Regions from separate parts of the Nomascus leucogenys genome. Here all the other regions are linked to region 1. Evidence: chromatin contacts called from public Hi-C data. All regions are on one chromosome and are shown on one strand. The core of a region is the stretch at or near the end of the contact, and the rest is flanking DNA. Distances in the headings are between cores, read along the strand shown.

The links. A called contact is a pair of places that touch in the nucleus more often than the background predicts.
Region 2: a contact with region 1 is called in a Hi-C map of a lymphoblastoid cell line, with 5 times the contacts expected there. The contact joins two enhancer-like sites. A contact is called at or near these places in 3 of 4 Hi-C or Micro-C datasets (a lymphoblastoid cell line and an unstated tissue).
Region 3: a contact with region 1 is called in a Hi-C map of an unstated tissue, with 3 times the contacts expected there. The contact joins two enhancer-like sites. A contact is called at or near these places in 2 of 4 Hi-C or Micro-C datasets (a lymphoblastoid cell line and an unstated tissue).

Annotation. Positions count from the first base shown.
Region 1 is chr14:26,447,920-26,451,898 of Asia_NLE_v1, reverse strand. The region is part of intron 2 of COMMD1 (COMM domain-containing protein 1); the gene reads right to left. Among named protein-coding and RNA genes, the nearest start is that of COMMD1, 21 kb to the right of the region's middle. Within about 2 kb of position 1,973, the one cell type or tissue checked has an H3K27ac peak away from gene starts, as active enhancers do. A contact at or near this core is called in a lymphoblastoid cell line, where this site is marked.
Region 2 is chr14:26,939,483-26,943,461 of Asia_NLE_v1, reverse strand. No RefSeq gene overlaps it. Among named protein-coding and RNA genes, the nearest start is that of TMEM17, 100 kb to the left of the region's middle. Within about 2 kb of position 1,856, the one cell type or tissue checked has an H3K27ac peak away from gene starts, as active enhancers do. A contact at or near this core is called in a lymphoblastoid cell line, where this site is marked.
Region 3 is chr14:26,815,770-26,819,748 of Asia_NLE_v1, reverse strand. No RefSeq gene overlaps it. Among named protein-coding and RNA genes, the nearest start is that of B3GNT2, 97 kb to the right of the region's middle. Within about 2 kb of position 2,313, the one cell type or tissue checked has an H3K27ac peak away from gene starts, as active enhancers do. A contact at or near this core is called in a lymphoblastoid cell line, where this site is marked.

The DNA.
Region 1 (3,979 bases), core at 724-3,223:
TTCCAGGTTATAATCCTTATTTCTACTCCTGAGTAAACCCAACATGTATAGACATAGTTTTCTCTAGTATCCTTTTTTTAAGATTGACATTTCAGATGAGGATCTTGGGACCTGCTTCAAGAGGTCAGAAAATCTTTCCAGGGTTTTTATGACCTGCTTCAGGGGACTAGGGCAGGAAAAGGTGTGAGAGACCTTATTCCTTTGGTCTCAAATGCCTTCAGCCTAAAAAATATTCAAGGCTGGTTTATAGCTTATCACAACCAGTTACAAATTTATTTGTTCCTTCTCCATTCCCACTGCTTCACTTGACTGCCCTTAAAAATAAAAAAATATATCAAGGTACAACATTTTGGGGTAGCGTGTCCTGGATCCTATAAAGATTGTATTCCTGAGAATGTCAATGTGTGACAAATTCCTTTTCCAAAACTGAAAAACGTATGCTTAGCTCTTTAGGATACTGAAAATAGACATTAAATGGCTCCCTGGGCCAGGCACGGTGGTTCACATCTGTAATCCCAGCACTTTAGGAGGCCAAGGTGGGCGGATCACTGGATTCCAGGAGTTTGAGAACAGCTTGGGCGATGAAGTGGAACCCTGTCTCTACTAAAAATACAAAAATTAGCCAGGCATGGTAGCACATGCCTGTAATCCCAGTTACTCAGATGGCTGAGGCACGAGAATTGCAAACTTAGGAGGCAGAGGTTGTAATGAGCTGAGATTGTACCACTGCACTCCAGGCTGGGCAACAGAGGGAAACTCTGTCTCAAATTAAATAAATAAATAAATAAATAAATAAATAGCTCCCTGCTTTATATTGCTTACTTCTTATAGAATTTGTTAATTAAAAATTACAAAAGGTTACTACCACACTGGTCTCTAAGAAAAAAAAAACTGGCCAGGCACAGTGGCTAACACCTGTAATCCAAGCACTTTAGGAGGCTGAGGAGGAGGGCAGATCACCTGAGGTCAGGAGTTTGAGACCAGCCTGACCAATACAATGAAACCCCATCTCTACTAAAAAAAAAAAAATTAGCCAGGCGTGGTGGCATGTACCGGTAATCCCAGCTACTCGAGAGGCTGAGACAGGTAAATCACTTGAACACAGGAGGCAGAAGTTGCAGTGAGCCATTGCATTCCAGCCTGGGCAACAACAGTGAAACTCAGTCTCAAAACAAAACAAAACCTTCAGAAGGCCACTGTTTTGGACTAAGCTACTCCACTAGGTCTCAACAGACAACACTACAAATCAAAATGGAGTCAACCGGCTGGGCGCAGTGGCTCACGCCTGTAATCCCAGCACTTTGGGAGGCCGAGGCAGGTGGATCACGAGGTCAGGAGATCGAGACCATCCTGGCTAACATGGTGAAATCCCGTCTCTACTAAAAACACAAAAAAAATTAGCCGGGCATGGTGGCGGGCGCCTGTAGACCCAGCCACTCACAAGGCTGAGGCAGGAGAATGGCGTGAACCCAGGAGGTGGAGCGTGCAGTGAGCCAAGATCGCACCACTGCACTCCAGCCTGGGCGACAGAGTGAGACTCTGTCTAAAAAACAAACAAACAAACAAAAAATGGAGTCACCCACACTGAAGTTCACATCACTACTACTAAAACTAAGTTGTTATCTGACCTTCCAAGGAATGAGGACAGAGCCATAACAGCCAATTTCCCCAAAAGGCCAGTTACAGTCTTCAATTAGCATGAGAATGAGGTTTCCTTTGCTTCAATCCTTACACAAAAAAAGGTAGCCTGAAGTAACCTGATGTTGAGTAGTCAGCTCTTTTTCTATTGTTCTATCTTCCCATCGCTGCCTTACAAGGAAAGTAACTTTTTGAAATGACCAATCTGCATTTTATTCTTTGTTTCTGCTTTATTCAGCCCTTTCTGCCTATAAAACCAACCACCTCTGCTCAATTCATGGGAACATTTATTCTATTTTATTGAATGAAGTGTTGCCCAATTTTAGAGTTGCAAATACACAATTGAGATTGTTAAGCCAAAAGTGATTGAGGCAGGTCTCAATAGATTAGAGGTTTATTTAGCCAAGGTTGAGGATGTGCTCAAGGGAAAAACAAATCACAGAGGCACCTGTGGCCTATACTTTTTCCAAAGGAGGTTTTGTGAACTTTGGTATTTAAAGAGGAAAGAGCAAGCAGGAGGGGGGAATAAAAGGAAGAACAGGTAGGCAGTGAGGCAGATAGTTACATTCTTGTGAAGCTCCAATTAGCCTCAGAAAAATCTATATTTTACATGAGAAAAGAGGAAGTAAAGGAAAAAGCCAACTTTGTATTGTCTCAAGCTCAGTAAATCGACATTTTACATAAGATAAAGTAAACATGAAAAGTGAGTAGAAGAAATGAGGCTATGACATGGGGTTGTGATATTATAGCTATCGATTTGGCAACAAAAGAAAAATTGTATTGATGCCTCAGATCCCAAGTTTAACTTTCCCTTTTGCACAGTGAGTTTGGGGTTCCAAGATTCTATTTTTCTTTCTTAAGATCTTTAAACCAAATAAGCTGTAATTTTGTCTTTTGACAGATTATCATCACTGTGTCTGAAAGTATATTCCACTGTAGCTGGATATGGCTCTCAAAGACAAATAACTAAAATCTAACCTTATAAAGGGGACAGTCTTACTTGTACACTATTTATGCAAATTAATATGTTTAATTTAAAAAACACTAACTCGCCAGGCACAGTGGCTCACGCCTGTAATCCCAACACTTCAGGAGGCCGAGGCAGGCAGATCACGAGGTCAGGAGATGGAGACCATTCTGGCTAACACAGTGAAACCCCTCTCTACTAAAAAATACAAAAAATCAGCCGGGCGTGATGGCAGGAACCTGTAGTCCCAGCTACTCAGGAGGCTGAGGCAGGAGAATGGCGTGAACCCAGGAGGCAGAGGTTGCAGTGAGCTGAGATCATGCCACAGCACTCCAGCCTGGGCAAGGGTTTATATTGGGGAGGGGAGTTTAACAAAAACAAAAACAAACACTAACTCTGTAATTGGCATCGCCTTTAAGCTGTCCAGGACTCTTGTAATATATTGTCAATGGATCTAAATACACATCCCTAATGTAAATAATTTTCCTGAAAGAATAATGTAACTAACACTTTACCACATAGCAAGATTTTAAAATAGTAATACTGAGAAAAGAAAATAACTTTGAGGAATGTGAGTCCTTTTAAATTATGAGGCCTAGAGAGACATTAAAATGAGACAGCAAGCATGTCCTACTGTTAAGGACAAACTTCCCCAAGAAAGCTTCTTGGTGCTGCCCACCCTTCCCCCAAGCCTCTTTACATTTCTAAGCCCTTGTCTAGGTTCCACAGTGAAGCCAGCAGACTTCACTTATCAGACCTTGCTGCGATAAGCAAACCCCAATTACAAACCATCCAGAACAGAACCCACAGGGGGAGGTCGTAGGAAGCATAAACAAACTTTACCTACACCCTCCTGTAATAAACGTCACAAGATGATATGTGGCAAAATTAACCAGCAAACAACCCCGGGATGCAGCCATACCAAAGAACTCCCTCAAACTCCCCTCCCCAATATAAATCCATCATTCCATAAGCTTGGTGCTGCCTCCTCTGTCTGTGATGGAGCAGCCGGCAGGTTAGTAAACTTCCTTGCCTGACCTCAGGTCTCTCTCTCGTCCTTTCTCTCTGCTAACCTTACATTCTGGTGCCGAAACCCAGGAAGCAGATAGACTCTGGCCAGGACTCACTCTCACTCTCTCACTCTCTCTCGCTCTCTCCCCCTCCCTCCCTCCCCTAACACCCCTCTCCCTGCCAATCTCCCTTTCCCCAAACCTTCCAAAGACCCAGAGAATCTCCTAGACTCTCCCATTGCTGGAGACTTCTTCCACCATCAACGCATCAAAGCCTCCACCAGGGTGAGTGAAGAGACTGTTGCCTTGCCCCAGAACCCTTGACCGTCTGTCTCTCCATTTCCGAAAGACCCAGCACTGGGCC
Region 2 (3,979 bases), core at 607-3,106, 490 kb before region 1:
CCTAGTTAAAATGTAAAGTGCATGAATGGAGACATGTTTATTTATAGTCAGGTCCGCAGGTCTTAGGACAGTGCCTGGCACAAAATAAGAGCAAAACAAATATTTGTTGAATGAGTCTTAGAGTTGAGTCAAACATCAGATAGCAGGTATTTCTACTGGGCAAATGTGTACTCACCCCAGAGGTGTGTGAAAGAGGGTGCAGAGTCTGGAGTAGTTTGGGGTGTAGGTGTGGGGGGAGAGGCGATCGTCTCGGGTGGAAACAAAATCCATAGCTTGTGCCCCTGCAGTTGCAAACACCATGAGTAGACGAGAGAGAGAGAGAGAGAGAGAGAGAGAGAGAGAGAGAGAGAGAGAGAGGAGAGAGAGAGAGAGAGAGAAACTAATTGTAATTTCCACTCATAGCCACAAGATGGCACTATTGCTCAGAGTCTTTACTCTGAAAAGCCGAATCTAGCAGAATCTAGCAGGCTGGTTTGGGATTCCTTGCTTCTCTCCGTCTCCTCCCCTTTCTCTCTCCGCTTTCCTCTCTTTTGTCTTCCTCTCCCTTCGTTTTTAGACACTGCTTTTATGGTGGACTTGAGCAATAGTATAGGAGAAGCCATTGGTGAAGCTCAGAGAGAGAGATCCCCGAGATGGGTATTTGGCCACACTAAGCACAACGGTTTGGTCATTGGGCACGGCCGGAAGGCCTGGGTTCACCTGCTTCCTCTTCTCTCTGGGCCAGAACCCATAGCCTTGCTGTTCTGGACCTGGCCCGTGGCTTAGGAAGCCTCCAGGGACAATCTTGCTTCTCCCTCTCTTACTCCATCCTCCCCACCCCATAACATGCTTATCTGGGAAGCACCTGCCCTCAGATCTGGTTCCAGGGGTCCTTGCTTTCCTCTTGAGAAACTGTAAACATGCACAGAATGTCTCCTGGTGGGGGTTCTGAGGCCTTTTCCTCCCTGGTATTTTAGCCTAAGGAAAAAGCATTCAGTGGTGTGGGGATGGTGGGTGGAGCTTGCGGTATTTTTCTAAGACTTTTGTAGTTGGGGAACAAATCTCCAGGGAAGGGGCAGGGCCTCGGGCTAATTCCAGTACAGTAGGATCAGGGCCATGAAAACATCACACAAAGGAAACTTCAAAGCTCTTCCCCAGTCTGAATGGGCAGGGCCTGCTGAGAGGTCAGATGTTAACTTGCTCCAAATGCCCTCTTGCTTTCAGGTGCCCCTGGCAGGCCTGCACACCCCTGGGGGATCCGCCCTCTCCCAGGTCAGAATTCCACGGGGCCCTGAAGCTTCCTTACCCAGTGCTCCCCATCCCTGTGCTTGAAGCAAAGCCAGGGAGGGCAGAGCCCAGAAGTTGGGGTCTGGTTCTGACTGTTCTCTGGCCTTAGGAGTAGAGGCCAATTTCATCTCTGCAAAGTGAGGCTGGGGCTGAGGAATGAAATTACACCTTCATCCTGCTCAGTCCTGCCTCATCGCCAAACCTTGTCTAACCCTGACACAGCTACTTTGCAGGGAGTGGCGAGAATTAGGAATACTGCAAGGTCACTTAGGGTGATCATTAGGACAGTCATTAATTTCTGAGGCCTAAGAGTGACTCATTTATCTCTGATAGACACAAGGATCAAAGGAGAGTATTTATGGCTTAGAAACAAACCTCCCATTCTTTCCCCTGCTATAATAAATAATAAAAAGCTCCCAGGCCTCCCTCCCTTGTCCATCTCTTCCCTGCCCCTTCCTCTCTGTCTTCACTGTCCCTGCACAAAAATTAACCCCACTCTTGCTTCTCTGTACTCTTCCCCTTCCTTCTGTAAGAACCAGAGAGGGGAAGAGAATTAGCCGGCCCTGAGAGCTTCAGCTGCAACTGTGCTGTGGAGTGAGGGGTGCTGATCCCAGGGGAACACATAAGCTGGGCCAAGGGTGGGCGTCAGTTGGGCTCTCCCTGGGCATTTACCATGTTTACTTTCCTAAGTATGTATATCAGGGCCTGGTTAGGCTAGAAAGCAGACTGTCACCAGGTTTATTAGCTGTGTGACCTTGAGCAAGCTACTTTTTTAAAGCCTCAGTTTCCCAATCTATAAAAGAAGGATAATAATAGTATCACAGACTGGCTTATGAGAATGACATAAGATAAAATATGTAAAGTGCTCAGCACAGAGCCTGATGCAAAATAATGGCCACCACATTTACCAGGACCTCAACATCCTTATTTTATTTCCAAGAACTTGAGGCTGCAGCACAAACTGAGTCCTTCACTTTCTGTTGCAGCCTCTGGGAGACGCCAAAGTGAGGATGGGTGTGGCCCTCCCAGGACGCTGGGCCCCTGCTGTAACAAGAAACAGATCATACGGGAGGGGTTCTCAGCCTTAAGGATGCCGTGAGGTGGGCCTAGGTCATGGCTTCTCGCTACGGCACTATTGACAGACCATTCTTTGTGGTGAGGCTTTGTTCTGTGCATTGTCGGCTGTTTCGCAGCATCTCTGGCCTCTGTTCACTAGATGCCAGTAGCAGCCTTCTAGTCATGACTATCAAAAATGCCTTTAGAGATTGTCAGATGTCTTCTGGGGGACAAAACTGCCCTTAGTTGAGAGGCACTGGTGGTCCAGGAAGGTGGGAAACATAGGGGCAAACCTGGCAGGGGTGAGGAGGCAGGTGTGAGCCTGAGCACAAGAGCCCCTCCTACCCTGGGCAGGGCTCAGGCAGACCCTCAGTTGAGTGTGGAGATTGGCCCTGGAAGACGAAGTTCTCTCTAGTAAGGCCATGGCCTTGCTTCCTCAAGAGCTGATGCCCTGCTTGGACATGGACCCCTGGATTCCCCCCAGCCCAAACCAACATACACAACCCTGTCCAGCCCCAGGAGTGCTGGCCAAGAAACAGTGCCCTAGTGGCACAGAATGCTCACTGAATGGACCCTGGGCCATTCTCATCTCAGGGCAGAGCATGGAGCCAGGCTGGCCCTGCCACTCATGCACTGTGTGGCCTTGGGCAAATTGTTTCACCTGTCCGTGCCCCAGGATCCTTATCTGTAAAAATACCTTCCTAGGCAGGTTGTTGTGAGGATTAAATGACTTCATATTTCTAAAATACTTAGAAGAGAGCCTGGCTCATAGCAAGCACTAAGTGTTTGTTAAAGAAGCCAAAACCCAAAAAGAAGCTGCTGCAGACCAGGCGATGATGCAGCCTTCTGTATGTCAGAGGGTGCCCCAGCCATGACCTAAGGTCCAGGAGTTGTGTTTCCAAGGGCCTCTGGCCATTTGTATCTGGGGGTAGTGGGTGTATCTGGGATCCCTGCAGCATCTCCCCTATGGAGGTGGCTGTTCTTAGGAAAGTTCATTTTGACCAGAGAGAATACTCAGTGCAGTGGGCTCCAGAACTTCCCACGTGATAGCCCCTGGGAATTTCTTTGACTTGGGGGTGCTGGGAGAAAAATCTTTTCCTCTACCAACTTAGATTTAAGGAGGGGGTTTGTGAAATGACTCACAACAGACATACAAACAGGAAAAAAGATGAGGTCTATTCATATGTGGGAGCACTCAGTAATAAGTACCTTGCTGTACAGCCAAAGGTAAAGGTTTAAATACCAACTTAGCAAAAGGGAGGCAATGAGAGCTTCGGAGGCTGGAAGGGTCTGATGGGGCTTGTTTACATAGTGTTTGGGAATGTCCCAGTGCCCAAGGCCAGTCACCTCCCCGACTGGAGACCTCTGGGGGTGGAAATGAGGAGATAAACTCTGTTTTAGCCAGGTAAGAGTTCAGTGGTGATTTTTTTTTTTCTTTTCCTTTTCCTTCTTTTATTCTCAGACCTCACAGGGATGGATCTTTTTCTTCCCTTTTTTCTTATTTTTCTTTTCTCACCCTCCCCCAATTCAGATTTCTTTTTGCATCTATTGTTGAAGCATCTGTTGTTGGATTTTGGTTGCTTAAAGGGAAGTACCTTCAATTTGCTGGGAAGAGAGAAGGAGCGAGGGAAGGAGCTGTGAGTGAGTTGCTGTGATC
Region 3 (3,979 bases), core at 1,064-3,563, 370 kb before region 1:
AAGGAGCTAAGAGGACATCTGACTTGGGTACCCATGTTCCCTTTGGTTATTTACCTGTCCCGTGGCTGACCCCACCACCCACACCTGGAGATGTCCCCAGAGCACACCATGGGTGAAGGCGTTTTCCTTTCTTCATTCTCATGTTTAATTCAACCAGATCTTGGAAGCGCTGGGAGGGAGGGCAGGCAGTGAGTGGTGTGACAGAGCCAAATCCTCAGACCCCACGCCTTTCCCTGGGCTTGACAGAGGGGGACAGATAGGGCGTCTCCACAGGCAAGGCTGTGGGGATTGGTAAGACGGGCACACCCATAACTCCCGAGTCACTGACAACCCTCTGCATCCTTTGAAAGAGTCATTTTCAAAAAGTCAAAAACATGGTTGTAAGGGATGGCCCAAGGGAGTTTTTTAGGGGGATGATGGACCTGTTTTGCATCCTAATTGTGGTAGCAGGTATGCAACTATATATGGGTTAGAATTCGTAGAACTGTAAATGAAGAAAACCCTCAATTTTGCCAGATGTTAATTTTTCAAAATTAAATTTTAAAACATGGCTTTCACACAAATATAGAATGAACATGTATCTAAAAAGTGTTTAACTAATCAGTGAGAGAAACAGCAGGATGATAGAGCTGTTTTAAAAAAAAATGTAAGAGACATCAAAATAGTTACAATCACTGAAGAAAAGAATATTAAAGTAATATTGTTAAATCACTTTATATAAAACCTTAGCCTTTCTTTCTCTTCTTTTTTTTTTTTTTAAGATGGAGTCTTGCTCTGTTGCCCAGGCTGGAGTGAAATGGCATGATCTCTGCTCACTGCAACCACTGCCTCCCAGGTTCAAGCGATTCTCCCACCTCAGCCTCCTGAGTAGCTGGGATTACAGATATCCACCACCATGCCTGGCTAATTTTTGTATTTTTAGTAGAGATGTGGGAGTTTTGCCATGTTGGCCAGGCTGATCTCAAACTCCTGACCTCAGGTGATCTGCCCACCTCGGCCTCCCAAAGTGTTGGGATTGCAGGCGTGAGCCACTGCGCCCGGACTTAGCCTTTTTTTCCCCCTTTTCCTTTGTTTTTACAATTTTTTATGGGGCAATACTTCATTCCATAAAATAGAATGAGTGTCCTCCCTGGCCTTTTGACTAAAATACTTTTATTTGTGTCACTATAAAACAAGCCTGCACCCTGTCAGTTTCCTATGCCTTTGTCATAAAGTTGTAAAATAACCTAATGAGTAGTAAATAGCACGTTAGACAAAGGTCTACACCCCTAGAAAGTCAGGTAATTCCTCGGACAGGCCTGCCAGACAACGCCCAAAGCTGACATGACTCAAAGGACCTGCAGGAATCTCTGCTCCATTTTCAAGTCTTGGACAATTTTCCCATTCCTATTTCCCAGGGGAAAGGAAACGGGAATGTGAGGCCCACAGCTGTCCCCAGGGAGGAAATAGTGAGCTGAGCTATCAAAGAAGGGAGAGGCCCAGGGATGTCCTGTGGTCCTAAGGAAGCTAGCTGGCCTGCGTCCTAGCGGGACATCAGTGGTTTTGCAAAATATAGGCGTTCATAGAAAAGACAGCAGGAAAGAAAACCAGACAGGGCTGTCTGGATCCACAGACGACCCAGATCATCCTCAGACCCACCAGATTCATTCTTGCCCCAGGGTTCCAGATCCATGGCAGGTGGCACAGCCTGGGACCTGGCCTCTCCCTCTAGGTTTCATGGGCACTATTCCAACTGCCATGACTTCAGGTGGGTCCCTCGGCCTTTCTTTTTCTTTTTTTTTTGAGATAGAGTATTGCTCTGTCGCCCGGCTGGAGTGTAGTGGTATGATGTCAGCTCACTGCAACCTCCCCCTCCCAGGTTCAAGAGATTCTCCTGCCTCAGCCTCCTGAGTAACTGGGATTACAGGCGCACACCACCACACCGGGCTAATGTTTGTATTTTTAGTAGAGATGGGATTTTGCCATGTTGGCCAGGCAGGTCTTGAACTCCTGACCTCAGGTGATCCACCCGCCTCAGCCTCCCAAAGTGCTGGGATTACAGGCATGAGCCACTGCGCCCAGCCCCTCGACCTTTCTTTTTCAGTCATTGGAAATGGGACACATTAGCCCTGTCTGCTCAGAGGGGAACTCCAAAGCTAGCCCAGAGCAGATGTGGGAGTGGATTTGGCCTCCTCCGGACCCCTCCAGCTGGGTGGAAGGGGTTTTGCCAGCCAGTTCCCCCAGGACAGCATCTGAGTGCAGGTGGACCCTGGTGACTGTCCCCATGACAGCCGAGGCTCTGGAAACCACAGCGTGTCTGCAGCTGCAGGGTCTTCTTTTGTGGGAAGGGGAAAAGCAAAGCTGCTCTGAGGGAATGCTAAAAATGTGCTCAGCAGAGAGGCTCGGGGCTGGGAGAGGAAGGTGAGGCGGGAGCCTGTAAACAAAAGGCCACGGCCCTGAGAAATCCAGGAGGAGCTTGTAGGAGGCGGGGGCCAAACAGCCCTGGCTGCAGCCTGTGCCAGACCAGCCAGGCTCCCTGTTTACAGAGCTGGTCACATTGGGGCAACCAGAACCAGGGCTTGCTGAATTCTTCACCTCCTAGGTGACTGAACGGAGCTGGGAGGAGTCAATTCAGTCCCCTTGGCCTTCATGCCAGCTGGCCTCTCCCGAGGTTAATAATTCAGGCTTCTCCAGCCAGTGGGCCCAGGGCCTGCGTCAGGGCTGTGAACTGTGGTTTCTGTTTCCCTGGCTGCCTCCCCACAGTGCTAGGCCAACAGTGCTGCCAACAAGAAGACCCTCCTCAGCCACCCACCAGTGGGGGCATCCTGCCTGACCTTCAGCCTGCCCCAGCCTGCTTCCCATGCCCACAGGGTGGGCGGGTATCCTGCAGCTCCTCTGGTTACTGTTCTCTGGCAGCCGCCCAATCCCTGCCCTGGGCCACTGGATTCACACCTCACCAGGCACAGTTCAAGGAAGGGAAGCTCTCATTGCCCTCCCTCCTCCATGCCCTTCTCATGCTTCATTCCCAATCCTGTGCCCCAGGTGCCTCTACTCCCAGACCTGGACTCACTGGTAAGTGGGGGACCAGGATGGCAGAGGGCAGGAATACAGCTGCTCCCCTTTCTCCAGACCCCTAACTCTGTTCACAATTGTCAAGAAAGCCCCAGACCACTGACATGATGGTATGGGTAGGAACCGGGGTGACAGCTCTGTGGCCTGAATGTCTGGACAGGGCAAAGAAGGATCCTGGGAGACCTCATTCCCCCTTGGTGGGTTCCTGGCATTCCTATCATGGGCTTGAGCCAGAAAAAGTGACCATTGAAAGAGCATCCACCTCAGACACTGGCTAGGGCAGAGGGTCAGTTCAGCAACCTGCCCTCCCTGGGTTCTAGGCTCCCCCCAGTACATCAGCTGGGGACAAGCAGAGTTTGAACAAAACAAGAGAGGGTCCCTGCTGGTGGAACTTCTCACGGGGAGCTGGAACTTCTCACGGGGAGCTGAAGTGGGGCTGCTGCTGTGGTGGGGCTCACACTGAGGAGGCAAGAAGCCTTCTGCCTTGGCAAATGTAATCGCCAGGTAGCAGGGACTCTGGCAGGTGGCAGGCAGCTCAGGGCCTTCAGAGAAATCTGGAGAGCCCTGGACAACAGCCAGGAGAAATGTGGGAATATAGAGGAGACGGCAGTCCTTAAAGGACCCCAGATTAGGCAACTTTCAGTTTCAAAGTGACTGAAAGTTTCTCTACCTCTTCAGTGGGAAGAGCCTAGAGGACTGCTTTGCTGACTTTGGCACTCAGACAGAACCTCCTGGATAAGAGGCAGGGAAAATACCTCTTACATAACCTCAACTTTTCGAAAGCCAGGGCATGCCACTGATACATAACGAGATTGCTTTGATCTAAGAGTTCTCCAGAGCTAGTCTTCTTTTCACTAGGGATGAATGAAAAACACACTGTTTTTCCTCTGCTCTCACACCACAACCACCAGCACAGAAAACCTGGGTG